Regions from separate parts of the Gossypium arboreum genome. Here region 1 is linked to region 2. The links are chromatin contacts, called in public Hi-C maps. All regions are on one chromosome and are shown on one strand. Each heading gives the region's core, a stretch centred on a gene start, on an enhancer-like site or on the middle of the called end of the contact. The rest is flanking DNA. Distances are from core to core; before and after follow the strand shown. Region 1 has its middle 38 kb from the start of LOC108463176. Region 2 holds the start of LOC108463379 (magnesium transporter MRS2-3).

The links. A called contact is a pair of places that touch in the nucleus more often than the background predicts.
Region 1: a Hi-C map of leaf shows a contact between it and region 2, with 2.2 times the contacts expected there. The contact joins the enhancer-like site here to the promoter of LOC108463379 in region 2. A contact is called at or near these places in 2 of 5 Hi-C or Micro-C datasets (both in leaf).

What each region holds. Positions count from the first base shown.
Region 1 is chr13:6,800,307-6,807,099 of ASM2569848v2, reverse strand. No RefSeq gene overlaps it. Among protein-coding and RNA genes, the nearest start is that of LOC108463176, 38 kb to the left of the region's middle. Within about 2 kb of position 1,494, at least 2 of the 2 cell types and tissues checked have an H3K27ac peak or open chromatin away from gene starts, as enhancers often do. A contact at or near this core is called in leaf, where this site is marked.
Region 2 is chr13:6,729,426-6,736,465 of ASM2569848v2, reverse strand. LOC108463379 (magnesium transporter MRS2-3) reads right to left here and starts at 2,887. Exons shown (of 7, transcript XM_053024489.1): 1 at 1,462-2,887; 2 at 1,338-1,459; 3 at 653-862. The coding sequence starts at 1,771. It overlaps LOC108461874 (coumaroyl-CoA:anthocyanidin 3-O-glucoside-6''-O-coumaroyltransferase 1-like), which reads left to right and starts at 3,881. Exons shown (of 1, transcript XM_017761844.2): 1 at 3,881-5,293. The coding sequence starts at 3,881. The coding sequence ends at 5,293.

The sequences.
Region 1 (6,793 bases), core at 245-2,744, 72 kb before region 2:
ATGTTTATTATTCTCTTCCAGGATGTATTGAATATGTTTGCAAGAATGTAGTAATCTATAATGAATATCAAATTTTCAAAAATTTAGAATTGGTATTAAACTTTAAAACCTTATTAGGATTATAACAAATATGTCTCGTTTGGTTACGAGGTAACAATCGAAGAAAAAGCTTATTTATTACGTATGTATTATAATAGTTAGATCGATATAAAATAAAGAATAGTTAGTACAAATTTAAATTTGAAATTAGAAAGATGAATAATAATTCTTATAAAAAATAAGGTCTTTTCAAAATAAGCGAAAAATTTTCTTTCTCTTTACTAAATATAAATCATGAGAGTGACTAAATATAATCAATTGAATCAATTTATTGCTAATCCATATGCTAAAACATGTATAAAAAATAATATGCCTACCAAATATAACATTACATCTTTATGCCAAACTTGATAGTAAATACAAATCGAGTATAATATGTAGTCGATTTTAAACACATTTGTTCCATTGTTGTGTAGCTTCACCTCAATTCCAACTCAAAACATGTTTTCTTGGTACAATGCTACAAACTTGGAAAAAGTGGTGTCACAATCTATTCTTTAAAATTTTCCGTGATATTGTGCTCACGAAGCTGCTGCGACATGGGCAAAAATTTGGATGGATGAAGATTAAGCTCTAATATTAAAGGCTTGAATTTGATTCAAAATGTTCTCTACTTTATATTATATTTTTTATTTTATTTTATTTTATATATTATATAAAATCACATATAAAACCAATCTAGTCATGAACACCTCTTAGCTCGGAATTTCTTAAAAAAATAGGGTCAAGAAAACAACATGTGGGTTTCAAATCCCAGGCTGTTTGCAAGAAAAAGTAGATGCAGCATATATGAAACAAGCATTATGTAAGTATTACATAAGGATGACAAAGGCATTCATTTACATGTGAACCCTGGGCTGAGGCAATGAATGGCCCGCCACGGTGGGCCTACAAAGGTGACAGCAATGCACCCCCACACCCCACCCTCCCCGAAATGCAGTGTTGGTAGTAAAAGCCCTTTCAGGCTTTTATATAGGAAAAAAGAAAGAGTCTGACTTGACACCTCTTTAGGACAAAAGTCTCATTGGAACCTTTCGAAAGGAGCCACTGCATGAGACAAACCAGCATTAACAACACCCCCTGCAATATGCTTGTACATGAGTCGGTCAAATTAAATTTATATCAAATTTATATATCATATTAATATTATATATTTTTTGTTAAAATCGTTTAACTTGGACTCTATTTATATTTCTGAATCATTAATTAATAGAAGATTAATGAAGATTTTTAACAAAAATTTCATATATATATATATATATATTTTGTTATGGTATTTTCTGTTACCAACCCGAAACTTGAATACAACTTCGAACTACCAACCTATAGCTCGAGTAGATGAGGAGGAACTTTGGCCTCACAAGGTAGAGACATTAAGGCTCACGGGGAGAGCTCGCGAGCTAAGTTTGCATATTCCTAGGTGTTTGTAGGCAAAGGGTGTGAAATCAACTGAGTGGTTCGATGAACACGTGTTAAGTCTAGAACAGTATACATGTTGGTATGCATAGAGTTTACCTAAAACGTCATTTCGATAAATAATAATATTTTATAAATATCCGATTCTCCTCACTAAAAAAACACATTAAACACTCAATATATATAATATAAAAGTTGTTCAAGAATCAAATAAAAATTAATATCTATAGTTGAGTGGCATTCATTGAGAAGGGATTAATGAGGAATCAATGGCCATCGTATTGAAAATGTTTTTAGGGTTTAAATTTTCACAAATGATCTGTGATGAAATTAATTGGAAAGGTACAAGATGGCAAATAATATTGAAAAACTAGCCAAGAAGAGTCAAAATGAAAAGGACATTGCATTAAACTACAAAATCTAATAAAATTGAAAATAATAAAAGATAATTTACAAGTGTATGGCTCCAATCAGGCATGTTTGAAAATTAGAGGTATTTATAAGCTCTGATAAGTAAAGTTTAAATTGATTTTGTGTATAATTTTAATATCATATATATTTATTCAAGTTCGATATTTTATCTTAATTCATTTATATTGATAAATGATTAATTTAAAATCATTTCTGTCCACTAACAATTTTTTTAAACTTTTTAAATAATATAATTAGTTTTATTTAATATTTAGTAATTATCAAAATTCTTTTTTTAATAAATATCTAACATATTTTAATATACATGTGATATAAAAAAAAAAAGACAATATATATTATAAACTTGAAAATGAGTCGGATTAAGTCAAGTTTAAGATTTGAATATTAAAAATCAAATTTAACTTATACTTTTACTTAAAACTTTTTAAAAAAAATTTATACAATACTTAGAACTAGCCATAACCCCTTCTCAACCCTTAAAAAAGAGGATAATTCGCTTTAACGCACTGAAATCCACTTCCTCTACACTGATAATAAACTCATGTGAATTGAGCTAATAAGTAGGATAACCCAACCATTGATGAGATGGATTAATTTGCATATGGTGTCGGTTATCTGTCTCAAAATAGCGAATAAGCATTACAATTAAGTCCCATGGACATGGGAAACACCAAAAACAGTTCAATTCAAACGGCCAATTCCCTATCATAACAGCTGGGAGTGTCCCATGTAAGTACATATTAATTATGATTGAAGATTAGGGTTTTCCTTTTTGTTTTTTTTTTTTTTTTTTTAAGTCAGTCTTTTAAAGAGTTTATAAACATAAGTATAAGTAACGTATAATATATATTGGATTAATTAAAATTGAAATTGAAATATATAACTTGGATCATTGAAATCTTAAAGTCTCATCATTGACCGAAATAAATTATAATTATACGAGAAATTACAATAAGAATTAATAATTAGACGAATAGTATCATAAAATAATTAAATAAATAAAACATTAATTGAATAATTAATTTAACTTAAATCACAAACTAAAATCTATTTGGACAACTCAATTAAAATAAATCTAAATCAAATTTATACACCATGAAACTTAAATACGAGACCTCAAAATTTTCAAAAGCCTCATTAATATAGATTGAAATTAGGGTATGATGTGTCACATGAGTTTTGTTTGCTGATATCCATATATTTTAAGCATACTCAAATTTTATATGTTTCTCTATATATGTTTGGAAAAGTAATACACGTCTATTTTCAAATATGTGTCAAACACTATAATATACAAAAGATTTAAAAGATTACATGAAATAGTTACATCAATATATATTACTTTCATTCAGTATTAAGGTAATCATTTTAAAAAATCGTCTATTTATTATGCATCACATGTAATAATTAAATAAAAAATTTGACTCAATTGTTGTTATAATAGATTTTCGATTTAGTAAAAATAAAATTAAAGTAAAATAATTTATCGAATGCCATGGTAATTGATAATGATAAGGTTTAATTTATGTACTATTTTACACAGAAGATAAAACATATATTCCAAATCAATTAATTTAAGTATATGATTTTTAATTTGGTTGATATTATTATTATTGAAATAATTTAAAATATATATGTTTAAATGTATTTAAATTTGTAATTGTTGATAATACAATGTAGGTAACCTCACATTGGTTGAGGAAAGGCTTTTAAGAGGGTTTAAATATAGTCTTATCTCTTATTTTTATTGAGCAATTAGGGGTTAAAGGCCTAACACATATGTGCTGTTGCTCGACCTATGTTTGTGTCTTGAAGTGTCTACGACCTGTACCATGCATATTATTTGAGTGTATAAATATTGAAGTATTACCCTAACCATGGAGGGCGAGCCCATATTTCTTGATTTGATTTTAATAGGACTCCTTAATATAATTTATATAATATAGACATCCTTTCGATACTTCAAATCTGAGTAAAATGCCCCCAGTAACCCAGCGGGAAACTTGGACATTGTATAAGAGAGAACAAAAAAAACCCAAGTAGGCATAGAACATTTCTTCAGGTGTGGGGTGGGCAAACTTTTGAAGGCTTGAACCATTTTAAAAAATGGTGTTGGACCACCACCCAGAGGCCCAGCAGCCTGGTTCTTGTAGTACCATAGTCCATTTGTCCATTGACAAATGTTGAAATTATAATTTGGTTTTTCTTTGGTTTAAAGGGTATAAAAAGTTTTTAATTTTTTTCAAGAAAAGCAATTAAGTTTATTTTTTTACTCAATTGAATACTTAAACTTAAAAAAAAAAAAAAGCAATTAAGTCTCTTTTTTTTTTTTTTGCTCTCAATTGGATACTTAAATTACCAAAATACATAAAAAAAGGCTCTCAAACTTTTTCAAAAAAGCAATTAAAGCCCTAATTTTTTTTTGTACTCAATTGTCAAAAAAATGCATTAAAAAAGGCCATTTAACTATTAACTTTAATGGTTGACCGTTAAAGCAAACCGTCCCTAATTTTTTTAGTTAAAGTCATCATGTGTCACAACTACAACGTGACATGTGGCAAAAAATGATAAAAATAAAAATCTATAAAAGTTATAAAAGTTATTAAATTTTAATAAAAATCTAAGAAATATTTATCTGTTATTATTTTAATAAAATATAACAAATATTTATTTTTATTAAAAATTAGAAAAAGATTACAAAATTGTAAAATTTTATAAAATTCGTAAAAATATAAAATATATAGAAATATAGAAAAAAATAGATAAAATTTTATAAAGTTGTAAGAAAATGATAAAAAATGTAAAGAATTATAAAATTAGTAAAAGAATTATAAAAATTATAATCCTAAAAGAAACATTTTATCATTTTTCGCCATATGTTACACTACATTGCGACATGTGATGACTTTAACTGAAAAAAAAAACTAGGGATCATTAACTTTAACAGACAACAATTAAAGTTAATGGTTAAAGGGTCTTCTGATGTAACAACCCAAAAATACCTATTTATGTTATTATTATTATTTGACAAATATCCGTCAACTTTAGTGGTTATGTGTTCTGGGAGTGTTTAGGAGATCCCAAGTTCAAGCCTCGACTTGGGAAAATATTAAAATTTTTAAATGATTGAAGCCTTAGCCTGGCTTACAGGGTTTAAGTAGAGTTGTTTGTAAAATAATGTCAGAATGGGTCTATTGGACTGGTGGTTAAGTGGAGTGTTGGTGTGAGGGAGGTCTTGTGTTTGAGTTTGTACTTGGGTATTATTTTTGCTGCTAATGCCGTGTGGTTGTTTGAGAGGGACTAGAATACTGAAGTAGTTGAAACGGATGTGGTTTAGTAGAAGCAAAATAGGGGATTTGGGAGTTACTTAGTTATTTTTCTTCTCTCCTGTAAAAAGTCTTTGTTGTTTCCATCTCCATTTTTTTTTCCTTTGCTACCAAATTCTACCTTCCCTCTTGCTGAATCCACTTTTTTTCTTTCCTTTCCGTTTTCAACTTTGTTTTCAATTTGTCATATTGCGCAACATAGGGTCACACTCATTCAGTAAGTGATGATGTGCTTTAAAATTTCAATTTTTAAATTATTAATTGGGGAACCTTTGTTTAACTGTGTTGACAGCCGAAAATCAGGTGTGAGGGACTGTGCTGGTGCCGAGTTATAGAGGGAAGCGTCCATAGTTCGTAAGGTAAGGGTTTTTTGCTTGGAAGAGGACTTTTCGTTTTGGGGTTAAGTTTAATTCGAGCATTTAAGTGACTAATTGAGAGAAATGTTTGTCAATAATAAGTTTTGGAGTGCTCGTAGTGGTTTTAACTTTGAATCGAAACCAGGTGTGTACTCGATTGCACAGAAAATGAGGTTTTGGCGAAAGCCAAAAACCTCACTGTCGACGCCACATGGGGATGTGGTCACCCATGTGGTAGGCCGTGTGCCCTAACAAGGGTATGTGATCGATAAGGCCAGGTCATATACACCAGACACGACTGTGTGATGGCCAGGTACGCCGTGTGCGACACATGGGCTTGATCGATTTAGACCGTGTGGGTAAGACAAGCATGTAGGATTCTGGGCCAGGCTGTATGATCCACACAGCCAAGGCCAAATTGGGCCGTGTGGGCCACACGAGCGTGTGAGCCTGTAACTGCCGAATTTTGGGCTCAGTCAGAATGGTGGTTTGGAGACCACCAATCTGAAGCCAAATAAATTATTTTATTATTATTTTAGAGTTATATCATGTTTATATTAGTGCATGAAAAATTTGGTGAAGTAATTTTAGCGATTTCATGCTTAATTACGAAAAAGGACTAAAATCGCATATAATGCAAAAGTCTTGATTTGATAGCTAAGGGTGTTAAATTGCCATGAAACTTAAATTGGGGGTCCTTAAAGGGCAATTAGAACCTTTAGAGAGGCTTTGCTGGCCATAAGACAAAGAAAATAAGATAGTCAAAGTGTTAGGTATTTGATGACCTAATGTGTGATAAAATAATACCCTAAAGCCTAGCTTTCATCTTTTTCATTCATTCTTTCTTCTTTACTGAAAATATCAGCCATAGGAGGGTTTTGGAATCTTGAAAAATTTCAGCCACTTAATCTCCCTACAAGTAAGTGGTTTTGATGACTTTTTTTTTTATAATTTTTGTATTTTTGGAACCCTTGTAGCATGAGCTTTCAAATGAGGGGATTATTTTGCAAAATGGTTGAAAGTCTAGGGTTTTACCATGAGTGTGTTCATGTTGTTTTCTGAAGTTTTGTGGAAGAAAATGAATCATGGTTGTAAAATAAACAACTTTTGTGAAGAGACTTCTCATGAAAGCCCTAATAGGACCATTTTGTAAAGTTTGTAAAA
Region 2 (7,040 bases), core at 1,638-4,137:
ATCCACATTACTTTAGTTTAACATAATTTAGTCCTTCTACTTTTATAATATCAATAACATATCCAAATTGATAGCACATGCTCATACAATTAAGGTCACATGGAAATCTAGTCAACCAATTTTAGTAGAATGTTGAAGGCTATTTAAAAGAAAATTTGTGTCGTCACTTTAACAACAACAATTAACAGTATTATCAATTTGGACCTACTAGTAATATTATAAAAGGTAAGTGTCAAGATGTGCTAATTTAAACTAAATGGATTAATTTTCAAATTTAAACATGGTAAAAGAACTATGACCAAAGTTAGACCAACAACAAACATAATGAATAAAACAATACGATACCAAAAATCCTAAATTTAACTTAGTTGATTCAAGCTACTATCTTTTAAGAGTTAACATCGAAGAAGTTGAAACTAGAGGCCTTGACCCCATGAAATTTGGAAAATTGCCATTAAATTTCATTAAAAATTTTGAAATTTAGAATTAGACCCTTCAATTTTTTTAGAAATTCTTATTAAAATCTTTTAAAATTTTAAAAACCCAAAGTTTATAAAAGTTTAACTAAAATCCCCAAAACTTAATGAAAACATTCGCTCTATTAGACGTAGAAAAGATGCAAATAAAAAAAAAATAGAGGAAGAAAGGTGACCTCAGATTCTAAGCAGCCACAAGCAGCTTCAAGGCAGGCCTCCAATGCAACAAACTCAAAGGGTAGAGTCCTAGTGCCTTCTTGAGTCTCAAGACCTTGTTTCTCTTCCCCCCTGCCTTCCTCACTTAGGCTTTGGAGCTGTGAGATCTTTGGTAATAGATTTTGTGATGTAGTTCTTATTATGCAGTTGGTATCATCAATAGCACCCTCCTACTCCCAAATCCAAAAACACCCTCTTTTTAATCAATACATCGTTTGTTTTATTTTCTTGTTTATTTAACTGAATTCGATCATACAAATTTGAATTTCATTTATGCGACCAAAAGTACAAACAAGTAAATAAGGTAACAGAATAAGAATGTCTTATCGATTGGGTCAACACACAACCACTTGCTAAGAGGATGTGCGTGTCACTGACTTGATAGGTTTTGAACTATTACTGTATGACCTGACCATGTGGTAGCATGTACATCAATATTGATAAGTTTTAATCAATATTATCCTCGAATGAAGTCAAGATCTATTTCTTGACTTTGTCAAAAACCAGAACTAGAAACAAGATTCACAGAAGGAAAATATCTTCTTGAGTTGGGTCGACACATAACCATTTTCGTGTACTTGATACGTTTTGGACTATTGCCCCTTGTAAAGCTAAAAACCGAAATTTAAAAAAAAAAAAAAAAACCTTGGATTGGTTTGCTTGATAATGCAACAAAATCCGCCTCTGCAACTCATCAACAAACGGTGTAACGGAAGGATCCTTGGAATTCAACAGCAAAACCTCTTGAGCCGTAATGATGCCTTTATGTGCTCCAAGTTAATCACAATGGCCTGTTCTCGACCCAGAACCGTCGACGGGTAAGAAAGAAGCGGGTCCAGGATCCGAAGATCTCGACCGGGTAAACCCGTTCGTCTCATGATAGAATGCTTGCCGGCCTCCAACCTAAAGGTGTGGGCCGTCGAGTCAAGTAAAAGCCATGAGCGGATACTGGTCCCCTTTTTCCGATGTGTGGTGAAGGGGAGAGTTTGGTTCGGGATCACGGCGGGCCGGTTTGATAGGTTCGGGTCGTCTTCGGGTTTGGACGACGGTGGTGGGGGTGGAGTTCCCGTTGCCGTCATTTTTCAGGTGATTTTTGCGTATTGGAAATAAAAAAATCCACCTTTATATTATACATCAAATGAGCACTTAAACCCGTAAAAGACTGTTATCATCAAACACATAAATTCATAAAATCAGAACTCGTAATTATATGACCTGAAACTTCATTATGCGCGAACTACCTTCTAATTTTGCCGCAAGTGTTACAAGTACCATATTAGTAGCAATAATTTTTGTAAATTTCTGATTTACTACTCTCTTTTTTTCTTTTAAATAATTGTTTTTTGCCATTTAAATAAAAACAATAACAATTTATGATCATTATTTAAGTAACTAAATCTTAAATTCAGTGTGGTATATGAGCTTTGGAGATGCAATATGGTCAGTTCGGCATTAAGCAATTAGTTCTTCACTCAACAGTGATTCACATTCAGATATTCAGCCACATTCAACTCCTGTATCTCCTGATGTTACATCTTCTACTCCCTCTCCTGTAGCACTTGCTCATGATGATGTTTCTGATCATGTTGCACCTGCTATAATTGTTCTCGATAAGTCTCCTGTTAACAATTTACAACTCCTTTTTGTTGCATCTTTTACTGATTTTCCTTCTGATGTTGTTCAACAGGATCTCTCTTCTTGTCCATTTGTTAATATTCATCCCATGATTACTAGAGGAAAAGCAGGTATCTACGAACCTAAAATTCAGTCCTATAATGTTACTAATATGTCCTCTTCTTTGTTGCTTGCAGATATTCATGCTGTATTGAGGTGTCCCAAGTGGCAGGAAGCAGTTCATGATGAGTTGATTGCTTTGCATAACAATCATACCTAGAGTTTAGTCCCTTTGCTAGAGAGTCGAACACCCGTTGGATGTCGTTGGTTGTTCAAAATTAAAAATGAAAGATGATAATTCAGTAGATCGTGATAAGTGCGAAGGATATGCTCAAATCAAGACACTTTTAGTCCAGTAGTGCGAACAATTATTGCTGTAACTCATAAGTGGCTACTTCGCCAGATAGACATCAATAATGCCTTTCTCAATGGCATATAAGCTCAATTTCTTTCTATACTTTTATTCTAAAATTCCTATTTAATCTATTTCTAAAAATTCTTTAATTTTCCTACATGACATGTGACTGAACCAAATCCTCTTTACTTTGAGGATGTTATATAAATGAACTTGGTGAAGAAGTTATTAAAATTCTCATTACACCGTTTGAAAAGTTGAAAGATTTGAATAAAAATATATGCGTAAAAAATAGGTTTAGGCAAAAAATAAGATCTATTTTTAAAATATGTCGAACCTCAAGTAAGATTTTTTAGTCTGACCCGAAAAGCTACTTGTTTACTAAATATTTTAGTTTGAAATTATAATTTTAATTAAAAAATACTTTTTAAACTTCAATTACTAAACGCACTTAAATGAGAAAGTGACTAAAATATTTAATTTTAGAAAATTTATTCCTTATGTTTGTGGGATTGGTTTCTTTATTCCCAATATCTGGGATTGGTTTCTTTATTTCCAATATCAACGGAGGAAGAACCTTAAGGGGACAGAATTTATTCTAAAATAGTCCATCAAATTACTTACTTTTGCAATATATTTCCTCATCTAAAATGCTCCATCAAATTAATTACTAATATATCTGCTACATTAAAAAAAAAATTGATGGAGACCCAAATTGAAATGAGAAGTGTCAATTTGGAATCTTAAATTCGAGTTTGAAATAGGACGGGTGAGGAGTCATGATCCATGCTAGGGGAGGATGAAGTCGGGCACCATTTCTAATTCTTCATCCAATTTTTATATGGTCCCTCTACTTACAAATTTTACTTTAAAATAGTATGTTATTTTTTAAATTTACTATGTACTTACAATTTTAGCTTGAAGCCTATATGTTACTTTAATCCTAGTGGTCGTTTTCTGCAATTTTGATATTAATAGGGCAAGCCACCGCCTCACTTAGTTGGTGACAGTTGTCGCTCTTTGCATTTACTTTTTACAGGGTAAAATATACTATTTCTTAAGCTACATTGGAGCTTGGAACTTGCTTTGTCTGGATATTTTGAGGTCTTGTTCTCTATAAATTTTTTATATCCTTTCTTTATTCATCAAGAAAGAGGAAATGGATGAAACCAAGCCAATGAAGGTTGTTGAGAGCAGCCACGTTTCACCACCGCCAGGCTCAGTTCCCACTACCTCTCTTCCTCTCACTTTCTTTGATTTGCAATGGTTTCCACTTCCCAATGTTCAACGCCTTTTCTTCTATGAATTCCCATACCCTACCTTGCATTTCATGGAAACCATTCTCCCGTTGTTAAAACAATCTCTCTCCCTTACCCTGCAACAGTTTTTCCCCTTCGCGGCCAACGTAGTGTGCCCTCCGTCACCGGGGAAGCCTTACATCCATTACGAAGACGGCGGCAGCTCCGTTGCTTTCTCGGTCGTCGAATCCCCTTCGGATTTCCGCTGTGCAATAGCCGATTATCCGCGAGACGTTAAAACGTTACATCCCTTCGCGCCACATCTACGGACCGCACTGTCGGAGGCGAAAGACGGTACGCGGGTGGTCTTGCTCCCTGCACTTGCCTTCCAAGTGACCGTGTTCCCGAACGCTGGCGTTTGCATCGGGTCTAGTTACTGCCACGTGATCGGCGACGGGAAGGCATTCATGCATTTCATGAAGTCTTGGGTGGACGTTTACGCTGCGGTCGGTCTTGAAAAATCATCGCTTCCATTGTTTAACAAGGATGTGATCAAGGATCCTAACAGGGTAGAGTCGTTTCTATTGAAAATGTATCACGACTGGCTTTCATCTCTCAGGGAGAATTCGGGCTTAACAGATGTCGGATCAGAAGTAAACATGGTTCGTGCCACATTCGTGTTTCGTCGAGCCGATGTCGAGAGGCTCAAGCAATTGGTTGCATCGCAGTGCATGAACGAAGCTAATTCGAACCAATTCCATCATGTATCAACTTTTGTGGTAACATGTGCTCTAACATGGGTTTCATTGATCAAATCAAAAGTAAGTGTTGTTAACACCTTATCATATGTTGATGATGCTGATGAGTTATATTATTTGCTATTCCCCTTCGATTGCCGGAACCGCCTTGAATTTCCGGTTCCGTCAACATATTTCGGGAACTGTATAAAACCTGGAATTGTAGAGATGAAGAAGGAGGAGTTAACAGGTGAAAATGGGATTGTTTTAGCTGCCAAAGCCATCGGAAGCAAAGTTAAAGAAATGGTACAAAGTGGTATAAGTGGGGCGGAGAATTGGCTAACTAGCATCGCAGAGAGAAGTAAAACGGGGCGTCTAATTAATTTGGCCGGTTCGCCGAAGTTGCGGGTGTACGATACTAATTTTGGGTGGGGAAGGCCTCGGAAGGTGGAGCTGATGCACGTGGAGTCCGGGCAGACTATATCTATGGCGGAGTGTAGGGATGAAGAAGGTGGAATTGAGGTTGGTGTGGCTTTAAACAAGAACCAAATGGATGAATTCGTTGCCACCTTTGGGCAGAGTTTAAAGCTTCTTTAGTTTCGGGTTCTTTTTTAGCCAGAGGAAGGCAGAAAATTTGTTTAGGGTACTGAAATTAAGTTATAATCTTTATTATAATAAGAGTGTGCTTTTATTATTTTAATATTTTATAATTTTATAATTTTAAAAGATCAAAACAAAATGTTATCATTTTAAATTCATTTAATTAAAAAAAAAATTCATTTTAGGATATCTACATCCTCCGACACCCCTACTCCCTGTGTTGGTCCAATTGTATCATAGCTTTCACATGTTGGATTAAAATTGTTAAAATTTATTAGTATGTATTTTATTTATTTAAAATCAATTAAGAACACGCGACAGAATTTTTAAAATTTACCATAAGCGAGTTTAACATGTTGTCACATATTTTTAAAAATTAAAAAAATAACAAAAGACTTATAACAGCATCCTAAATTTGTTTATAATTTTTTTGTATTCTACTACTAATGTATAGAATAATTATTTTTGAAAAAAAGTATGATTTTATAATTTTATTGATTTCTAAAATGATTAAAATAATAACTTTTTCAACTTCGCCTTTCTTTTTTTTTTTTTTTTTTTTTTTCCTACCTCGAACTTGGATTACATTAAACTTTAAAACCACCAAAGTAAGACATCATCACCTAATAAAATAATTATATAAATAATAAGAAAAAAGTTAAAATGCATATTCATAATGAAACTAAACAAATGGATATTCAAGTTTATTTGAATTTAGATATGTATTTATCTATGTTCATTTTGGTCATGTTTTTAAACATTATATATATTTTAATTTCATAAAATAATAATTTCAAAATAAATTCTCATATTTTTATGTTTATTTTTGAATTTTGGAAGTGCATTGTCTAGATTTATTCTTTTTAATAATTTTTTTACATTTTTCCTAATTAAAAAATTAAAATCCTAATTTTTATATTTATAATTTTAAATATTTTTTATAATATCATAATTTCTTTGTAATATTTTTATAATTTCTTTTTTTATATAAATTGGGAATGACTTACATAAAGAAATCCTACAAATCAAGGTTTTATAGCACAAAAAAAAATTTGCCACATCATCAAATTTTAAAGACATGAAATCATTATATATTCATCCATAAAAAAATTATTTTATGGACCCTTCCCACCACATTATTCATAGTCCATTTCTAATTATTTATTGACATTTCAACAAACTTTTACGTGTTATTGACACATGATTTTGATAATTTCTTTTATTTTGAACCCTTAACCTTAAATCCAAACCATAAACTTGTAACCCCAAACTCCAAATTCATAACTTGTAACCCTAAACTATCAAATCTTAAGTTTGAACTCTAAATCCTAAACCTTGCACCGCAATGTTCAATATTTAAGATTTAGGGTTTGAGTTCGATGTTTAAGGTTATGGGTTCAAGATAAAATAATTACTAAAATTATGTGTCAATGATATGAAAAAATTGCACAAAAATCACTATATATTTCTTTTAAATTGGTTGCACAAAAATAAAAGATATTAACTTATGGAAAAAAAACAAAATGGTTAAAATTTGTAAAAGAAGAAAAGATGTTTGCTTATAATTTAAAAAATTAATTATTTTAAGTAATTAAGTTGGAAAATATATTAAATATAGATGAATGTATAATAATATTTTGTTATCTTTAAAATTTAATGACGTGATATTATTTTATTAATGCCTAAAACTATATGCTCCTACTATAATTTTTTCCCTTATAAATTTTATACATTTCTTTTTTAA